Linked DNA regions of Mus musculus: regions 1 and 2 are each linked to region 3. The links are chromatin contacts, called in public promoter capture Hi-C maps. All regions are on one chromosome and are shown on one strand. The core of a region is the stretch at or near the end of the contact, and the rest is flanking DNA. Distances in the headings are between cores, read along the strand shown. Region 1 holds the start of Slc44a1 (solute carrier family 44, member 1). Region 2 holds the start of Txn1 (thioredoxin 1). Region 3 holds the start of Klf4 (Kruppel-like factor 4 (gut)).

Region 1 (2,871 bases), core at 232-2,731, 2.1 Mb before region 3:
TCAAACTGCAGAAAAGTCAAGGATCTGAAGAAGTTGTTGTTGAGTGCTTATTCACTGACCTGTCCACTGCCTACCCACATTATTTAATCTTACACTTTGCAGCCATCCCTGCTATCAGGACTTCACAGAGGATCATGAGGTTTGGAGGAACAAGCCATCCAGGAAATGGTAATGCAAAACACCAACTAGGGAATTTTCTGTGTGTGAGTTTGTCTCCATTCCATACCCCTCCCACCCACACCCATTCCCCACCCTCTTGTTTAGATTTCTCCTTTCCTTGCTCCTCTAGTCAACTTCCCCTTTGAGTTTGAGTCACCTTGAAATCTGCCTTTTATGGACAAGTCAGCATTTCTGGGGTCTCACTCTGGTATCTTTGCAAACCTTTTGATCCCAGTCTTTGCAACACCTTGACAATATGAAACAAGACCGGAATGTTTATATGAGTGTTAGATACATGCGCGTTTCGGTGATAGTTAATCATGACCTTGTTTACTCTCGCCATTTTTAAACTGCTCTCGCTTCACTGTATCTGTAATGACTTCCCTAACATTGGAAATTTCTTAAAGGTTGTGCATGTCTAACTTGTTGCTACCCCCAACGCATATTAATACAGGTTTCGTTTTTTTTAATAAGAGAGTAGCAACTTTGCCTTTTATCGCCTGTTTAATCTTAGTGCCATAAATTTCTAGACTGTAATATAGTGAGTGCCTCGGTAAATATTTTAAAGATGAATTGGTGCGTGTGTTTATGTGTGTGCCCGCGCTACCATGTGTAAGAAAGTTTAGTGAAGAACCAACATGGCTTTGACTTGAGGGCCTGGAGTACTACCTTCCCCTCCCATTTCTGGCTCTTTTACTACAATTTCCAGTTGGGTGCTCTCACTGTCGTCGGCCTCCTTCAAGGCTTAGTGTCCACATCAGCAAAATGGGGCCAGGAGCAACAGATGATATTTTTCCACTTCCATCACCCATTCCTTCTCCATGGGAGGTTTTGCAAATACTCTCTCTTCTGGGTAACATAAACAGCCGCCAGAGCCCTAAAAAAAGCTCCGGGTCAGTGACCTCAGAGGCGCTCCCACCCGGGAGAAGGAGCGACCCCCGGTGACCTCCCCGTGCCTCGCGCGTACAGAAGCAAGTCGGCCGCCTTCCCTCTGCGAGCCCGCCGGGTCCACGGGCGCCTCGGCCTCAGACGCCCTCTCGCCGCCCCGAGGCAGAGCTCGGCCTCGGTGCCACCGCGAAATGGGCCCGGCGCCGCGCAGACTCCTGCGCGCGCCCAAGGGCCCGGCCTCGTTCTGGGCTGCCGTCGTCCCCGCCGTCCGCGCCGCGCGGCGCTGCACTGGGGGCGGGGAGTCTGATGGGAGACGCGCGCGGCGCCGAGGAGGAGGCGGCTGCAGCCCGGGAGAGGGAGCGGGAGCGGGACTGGGAGCGGGTGGTGGGAGGCGGGGGCCAGGGGGAGGGGCTGCCGCCGCCGCCCGCCCCTTTCCGCTGGGGAGCAGCTGCAGCAGCAGGAGCGGAGCCGGAGCCGCGCAGCCGCCGCCGCCGCCGCTGCCGCCGCCGGGGGATGTGGCCGGCGCCTGCCCCGGACCGCGCAGCCTCCTGAGTTCTTGCCGCTGTCGCCGTCGCCGCCGTCGCTGCCGAGTCGTGCGGGGCCAGGCCGCGCCCTCCCCGGGCGCCCGCCGGCTCGCATGCCGAGGGGCTCCGGGGCGTAGCTGCGCGCCCGGCGCCGCCTCCGGGCTCCTCCGGCCCCGCCATGGGCTGCTGCAGCTCCGCCTCCGCCGCGCAGGTGAGGGGCTCCCGCCTCCCGGCCGCCCGCCCGGATGCCACCCCGCGCTGTGAGCGCCTGCCGAGCCGTGCCCTTCGCTCCCCTGCCGTGCCCTGCGCCCCTCCGGTCCCCGCCGACCTCGGCGCTTCGTGCCTGGTCCCCCAATGCCCGCTGCGCTCCCTCCCCCGCTTTCGCACCTGAGCAGCCCGTCCCGCCCGTCTGCAGGTAGAGGCGCCCCGGGCGCCCGCTCTGCCCCGGGGAGGCATACGCTTCCCTCTCCTTGGGGCCCGCCAGCCTGCTCTCCACCTCCGCCGAGCCCCCCCGCCACCCACAGACTGTTTTCCGTGTCCCCAGAAGGTGTACCCCAGCTTGGGCTCTTCACCTCTCTTCCACCTTATTCTAGTTTCGGATCCATTTAATAAGCTGCCCATTTCCCCTGGTCTGCGGGCCCCCTTGGCCGGGATCAGGTGCTTCACTGGGTCCCGGTGCCCTTCCAGGGCCCATTTCACAGATCCCACCCGCTCGTTCCCCATCCCATCCCCCCTCTGTGCCTTGACCCTGAGCACCGCGGCCTCTCGGCGCACCGAGGCCCCTGCGGGAGCGGGGGGACTGGGCTGGGAAGGAGATTGGGCACCTGGTGGGTGACGGGAGCGTTACGGAAACTCCCTCTTTGTTGCCAGTGTAACAGGAGGAAGAGGTGCCGAATTTAGTTTTTCTGTGGGCACTGGCTGGATGTTGTCGCTGAGGGCTGAGATGCAGAGATTTCTCTCAGCTGCCACCCTGCCCCCATCCAAATTTCGCTAGCCGCCTTCTCTTTCCGATCAGAGCCTTTAACCTGGGTGGAAATGTTTGGACAACTGTGTAAGGATCAGATGTAATAGAACTTGACTGCTGGCCACTAATAACTGAGAGGACCTGTTTGTAAATTATCTAATTTAGTGGATTAGTGAGTGTATTTACAAATACGATAAAAAGCAATCAGGAATACTGCATCAAACTGTCTGGTGGTGGTGTATGAAAAATAGGCTCTGACAACGCCTGGGATGTTTCTCCACAGTTTCATTAGCGTAGAATTTAACAGTAGTCTGTGATTTGTTTGTTTGGTGGTGG
Region 2 (2,848 bases), core at 95-2,594, 2.4 Mb after region 3:
GGCCCAAGCTTTTTCCGAGTAACTGGTTTCCTGGCACCAATGTACACCGCTCCTATTGGAATGGCAAAGGTTCCATAAGTAGGTCAGTTTAAACAGATAAGGATCCAACTGGGTGCTGGGACTAATATGGCTGGTAGTGGGTGAGCCAACTTTTGTACTGAGACCCAACCAGGTGCTCAAAACTGGAGGGCGCGGACCTGTCTTCCACGGATTTCCTAGTTTAAGGGTGAGCCAGTCTTTCACACATCAATTTCCACCCCCAACCTCCTTTCACTTTTCATTTTATAAATATTCCCCGAATAGTTACAGTGTAACAGGCTCTGGGTTTCCCAATCTGGAGGATATTTTGGTTCTCAGTAACTTTCGAATATGGTAACAGTTTTTCCCTTGGGTATTATTTTTCTTTTCCCAAAGGGCAGGACTTTGTACTTGACTACTCCCTGGGGGAGAGCCCTGGTTCCAGCAAAGCCCACTTATGGAGGGTCAATCACTGAAACCTTAAGGTTGCGAGGCCCCGGGGCCAGACTTTGGGGACTGAGTCATTCCAAAGCCAGAGCTGCCGGAAACACGCCCTGCGACGCAGGAGGAGGAGTCTCTCGGGCGCGGCCTGGACCTTTCTCCTTAGTAGTCACCTGGGGTACCGATCCGAGGGTACTTAACTGGGACCCGAGACCCACCCTCATGCACCGACCTGGCCTGTGTCCTCTAGGCGGCAGGTCACTGATGGAGGGAAACTAAGGCCGAGCCCAGCAGTACAACACACCCGCGCGGCGTGTGGCACCGCGTACTCGAGAAGTGGCGGCTCTCCATCTTTTCCTAGAGATCCTAAATCCTGATTCAGTTGGGGCACGGGAAGGGGGGAGTGTCACAGGAGGACCCCGGTCCATCTCTTCACCTCCGCCAGATTTGGGCTGGCGGTAGGGAGTGCAGCTCCGGGGACTCAGGTGCTGCCCACGAGTGCATCTCCCGTACCCGGCGTTCCAGGGTCCCCTCGTCCCCTCCCCCAGGGCATGCTCCACCGCCGAGGGCGCACACAGGCCCTGGGCCGCTAAGCCCGCGGGGACACCGAGAGTGTCCTCTTCAGCACCGCGGGATGTGCGCGGCGCCCGGGCATGCGTACCTTGCTCTCGATCAGCTTCACCATTTTGGCTGTTGCGGGGAGGGAGCCACACGCGTCTCAGCAGAACCAGATGGAAATGGATCCAAGGCGCCCAACGGAGCTTGCAACCGAGTGCGGCGCCCGCCTTCTCTTTATAGAAATAGGGCGGAGCGCAGCAGGGCGGGGCGGACGGGCACGCGCGGCGGGGACGCGCTTCCCGCCTCCCGCGTCCGCCAAGGCGCCTGGGCAGGCCGCGCCTAGACCACGCCCCCAAGAGGTGGGGCGGTTTTCCAGGGGGCGGAGCCAGAGTCGGCTACTAGTGCAGCCTGGGGACTGTCCTAGCGCTGGCCTCACTCCTGGCTTCCCCGCCCCACTCTAAGCTGCCGAACAAGAACCTTAGTTTATAAGGGGCGGAGCTAGCACAGGCTCCTGGAGCAGCTTCGGGTTTTTCCAGGCTCCAGACGCCGCGCGGCAGCTACCCCTAAGAGCCAACTTCCAGCTGCCTCAAGGGCACTTTAACAGCGAACAGCGCCGGGGTAGATCACGGTCCTCTCTCACACCGTAGAGTCCTTCTGTAATCACACTGCCCATGCCCCAAACTAGACCTAAGTCAGATACTTCCAGATTGGGGCTGGGGACAGTCCCTAGGACTGCCCAGGCAGAGGTGTATCCTTAGACTAGGGCGGCCATGCTGCAGTTCGACTCAAAGTGCTGAGTAACGATGACCAGGAAGTGTCTCAGTGCGCGTCCTCGCCAACTTTCTGGGTAGTTCTTTGCCGCTTCTTTCTCCTCTCTCTCTCCTATTCCTTAACTTTAACAGGTGAACCTGCTACTGGGAGAGGCACAGAGCCGTTTAGAGCCCTGTTCTGTGCCCCATGCACATGTAGGCATGATAGAGATCGGATAGTCTAGCTCCCAGCATTGTCTTGAAGGATTTAAGGGCTTGAAAACTGACTGAGGACAGCGTTTGGCCCATAAGGAAGCACTCAATGAATTATTCTAATTATAGTCATCGCGAGCGCTAATTAAGCTTGCGTGGTGCCTTGTGGGGCCTTGCTGAGTTTGGCTGCCTTGTATTTACAATGACAGTATAGGCTTTGAGGAGATTTTTCCGCCTTGGGAGAGGACGCCAGGAAGAGTCTTCTTCAATGATAACTGAGGTGATGTTCAGGAGGACAGGGCATGGTGGAAGAAGCTAAGATTCTTAAGGTGGCTTTGTGCAGCCCCAAGAGTGCCGCTGTATGTTCTGGTGAAGCAGCTGAGGTGGAGACTGGACAGAGCCAGCATCCTGGGAGGAACTCACCAAGCCTGCATTTGGAGAGCCGATCTAGATAAATCTACATCGAGGTGAAGCACGGGAGGCTAATGAAACTGTGTCTCAGCCACCCTACCCCTACCCACTGGCTTCCCTTGTTCAAAACATTTAAAATACCAGAACCAGTTGTGCGATGTTTTTGAAGGGCTGAGGAATTCAAGTAATGAGTGAGGATGTAGACAAGAGGGAGTGTTCTGAACATAGCCCTAGACTGCGGGTGGATGCTGCCCCAAAGGCAGTAGCCTTCCCTTTAGGACAGCTGAGGCAGAGAGGAACCCCAGGCAGATGAGCAGAATCTATTAATTCTCTTTGCAGCTGTCGGGTCTTTTCAGTCCAGCTACATTCCAGGTTTCTGGCTTTTTGGTAGTCAAACACTGACCTGTAGAACTTGGAAGGGTTCCTCCCTTAGCTGGCACCTCTCCACAGACCCTCAG
Region 3 (3,178 bases), core at 653-3,152:
CGTGGGAGGTGGCGCAGATTCTCGGCTGTAGAGGAGCCCTCCACCTGTGTTGCTGGCAGCCACGCCCGGGTCACCCCCGGCCCGGATCGGATAGCTGAAGCTGCAGGTGGAGGGCGCGCTGGCAGGGCCGCTGCTCGCCGGGGAAGACGAGGATGAAGCTGACGCCGAGGTGGTCACGGTGGCGGCCACCGATTCCTGGTGGGTTAGCGAGTTGGAAAGGATAAAGTCTAGGTCCAGGAGGTCGTTGAACTCCTCGGTCTCCCTCCGGGCTAGGAGGGCCGGGTTGTTACTGCTGCAAGCTGCACCAGCTCCGCCACTCTCCAGGTCTGTGGCCACCGTCGCCGCCAGGTCGTAGGGGCGGCCGGGAAGTGGGGGAAGTCGCTTCATGTGAGAGAGTTCCTCACGCCAACGCTGCAAGAACAGGGAGGGAGAGAGAAACTGTTAATTGTAGCACCCTGTTGCCACCCCTAATATTGACTTGTTGGGTGAAGCACACCAACACCCTGCTATAGGAACTGGACAGAACAGGAAGGCAGCCTCGGGGACTCCAGGGGCCACACTGCAATCTCAGCTAACACCAAGGTAAGAGGTGGCGCGTTCGTTCTCCTGCAAGCTAGTGCCGTCGCTCCACCAGCCCAGTCCTCTTCCCCGCCAGATCCGCGGGACGCTCCAGCCGCCCACGGAATTGGGACACTGGGACACGGTGGCTTTCTCCCCATGCACCATAGCCACCGGGTCGCCCACGCGCTACGATCACTCCGGCCCAAAGGGTCTCGAGACTTGTCCACCTAAAATATAGTGGACTGAGTGCGCCCACCCCACGGTCCGGACGCCCGAAGACTAGTGGGGAACCGCTGTGCGCCCCTGGCGGTACCGCAGTGCCGGGACCACACGCACTTAAGGCCGACTCAAGGGCCGAGGAGCCACCTCGGAAGGCTGTAGAGTTCCAATGGAGGGCAATCCTTGTCCTAACCAAGGACTCTTGGTGACCCCCGGATTCCGCCCATACACCCCACCCCATCTGCAGAAATCTACAGGGCACTAGCGCGACACTCACGTTAGTCGGGGCACCTGCTGGACGCAGTGTCTTCTCCCTTCCCGCCGGGCCGGACGCGAACGTGGAGAAGGACGGGAGCAGAGCGTCGCTGACAGCCATGTCAGACTCGCCAGGTGGCTGCCTGCGGGCCGGGCGGGGCGCACAGGGACCAGGAGTCAGGGGACACCCTGGCCACTGCTCCGAAGCTTCCCTCCAATCCTCACCCCTTTCTGTTCCCAAGTCCAACATCTCACCTACCTCATTAATGTGGGGGCCCAGAAGGTCCTCCGGAGTCCGAAGAAGAGAGAGGGGTACCTGAGCCCCAAAGTCAACGAAGATTAAAAACTTTAGAAACAAAACCTCAAACCAAAACCCCCAGATTGCCCGAGATCCTTCTTCTTTGGATTCAATATAAACCGGCGATGTCTTTAAAAAAGTTCCTTTGTATACAAAAATTCTTAGAAAAGTTGTAAACTCTTATAAAAATAGACAATCAGCAAGGCAGATAAGTAGGTCCGATGGCCAGGCTGCACGCTCTTGGACTCAGCAGTGTCCCCCACCGTTGTCGCGGCCACTGTGGCTGTCGGCGGCGCGGGGGCTGTGGTCCGGGCGGTGGGCGGGCGGCGCCGCCAGGTGAGAATGGCCGCGGTGGCGCGGAACTGCGAGCTGGGCGGTGGCGCGGGGTGCGGAGTCCTGGGGACTGTGCCGGGTGCGCGCGGCCATGGGCGCGGGTCACGGGCGGGTTGCTGGGTGGGGGGCTGGAGGGGCGGGGAGGGGCACTCGGCGGCTCCGGGTGCCGCCGCCGCCCGCCACCGCCTCTGCTCCCCGCGCGCCCGGAGCCGCGCTCGCTCTCTTGGCCGGGGAACTGCCGGCGGCCGCCGCGCGCTTCTTACTTATAACTTCTCGCTCGCTTGCTCCCCGCCTCCTCCCTGTGGCGGCGCGCGGGGCTCCGCCGCCAGGCCCCGCCCCCTGCCTTTCTTCTCCCCGCCTTCCCGCAGCCCCCACTGCGCGTTGCCATGGTAGCTAAATAAACAAACTCCGCGCACGTGGGGGCGGGGGCGAGGGAGGGGCGCGGGCGGGGCGGGGCCAGGCCGTGACGCCAGCCAGGCAGCTGGCGGGCTGGAGCCGTGCTGACGCCGGCGGCGGTGGCGGCGACGGCGGCTCCGGCGCTGGGAGTACGGCGTGGCTCCCGTGGCCGCGCTACTCGGGGTCCTCTGGGCGGCCACGGTCGGTTCCCTGGGCTCGAAAGTCCTGCCACGGGAACCCTGGCGGGGGACAGGAGGTTGGGGGTGTGTGTGTGTGGGGGGGAAGAGGCGGCGCGCCCCTACCCCTGCTCGCGTACGCGCTTGTCCTGTCGTCTGCGCACTCGAGAGCGCGATTATCCGCGTGACTCATCCAGCCCGCCCTCTCTCGCATACGCACGCAGACGCCGGGCCGTGTCGGCGCAGGGCCTGGCCTGGCGCGGGTGCCAGTGGGGCCTCCCGTAGGGTGGGGGTGAGGGCCGGGTGATTGGGGGGGGGCGCTAGGAATCTCAGAAGCTAGGAGAAGGGGTTCCGCGCCTGCTATGAAAGAGAGCGGCCGGGATTGGGCACGTAGTCATCTTGATAATGGAAGGAACAAGGAAGGCGTTCCAGATTTACATTGGGGGTGGGGGAGTGGGAACGCGGAGAGGGACCGAGGCGCGGAGATACCTTTCACCAGGGATCTCAAAGCTCTTTACAAGCTACGCACTCGCACTCTTCATTTTGAAGATGAGAAGTGAGTCATAAAGAGGTGAAGCGGCGAGGTAAAGGTCATAGGACAACTCGCTCCCATCAACTTAGGTTCTGAGCTAGCCAACCCACTCAAAGGGACTTCACTGGGAGGTGATCCTGCGCTGGGAAGAGGAGCGCTGCAATGGGACCCTAGTGCTCCAAAGTGGCACCTCAGGCCCTTGCCTACCGGGAGGGGAAAAGGCAGTCTTTGTTTTAGTCTTATTACTCCTTTTCCCATTCCCCACTACCCTCAGTAATTTTCCAGCCGGGAAAGGTTTTCGCCCTCATCTCTACCAAGTACTTAAAACAAAACAAAAACCGTGAGTGTGGTGTTCAGTATAACTCGCTAAACTAGGTTTACTTTTTTTTTTTTTTTAAGGCTAGGTGT

What was found. Promoter capture Hi-C pulls out the DNA fragments that hold promoters and counts their contacts.
Region 1: a contact with region 3 is called in a promoter capture Hi-C map of liver, with 5 times the contacts expected there. The contact joins the promoter of Slc44a1 here to the promoter of Klf4 in region 3. A contact is called at or near these places in 1 of 39 promoter capture datasets (liver), 1 of 484 Hi-C or Micro-C datasets (CD4 T cells), 1 of 115 datasets of contacts at active chromatin or transcription factors (astrocytes) and 1 of 9 other capture datasets (liver).
Region 2: a promoter capture Hi-C map of pre-B cells shows a contact between it and region 3, with 2.2 times the contacts expected there. The contact joins the promoter of Txn1 here to the promoter of Klf4 in region 3. A contact is called at or near these places in 1 of 39 promoter capture datasets (pre-B cells) and 1 of 115 datasets of contacts at active chromatin or transcription factors (astrocytes).

What each region holds. Positions count from the first base shown.
Region 1 is chr4:53,438,935-53,441,805 of GRCm38.p6, forward strand. It overlaps Slc44a1 (solute carrier family 44, member 1), which reads left to right and starts at 1,482. Exons shown (of 16, transcript NM_001374697.1): 1 at 1,482-1,782. The coding sequence starts at 1,750.
Region 2 is chr4:57,955,067-57,957,914 of GRCm38.p6, forward strand. It overlaps Txn1 (thioredoxin 1), which reads right to left and starts at 1,345. Exons shown (of 5, transcript NM_011660.3): 1 at 1,121-1,345. The coding sequence starts at 1,144. It overlaps Gm35344 (a long non-coding RNA gene), which reads left to right and starts at 1,377. Exons shown (of 3, transcript XR_881303.3): 1 at 1,377-2,446.
Region 3 is chr4:55,530,573-55,533,750 of GRCm38.p6, forward strand. It overlaps Klf4 (Kruppel-like factor 4 (gut)), which reads right to left and starts at 1,903. Exons shown (of 5, transcript NM_010637.3): 1 at 1,295-1,903; 2 at 1,058-1,178; 3 at 1-411. The coding sequence starts at 1,299. Gm12506 (a long non-coding RNA gene) reads left to right here and starts at 2,138. Exons shown (of 5, transcript XR_390585.4): 1 at 2,138-3,178.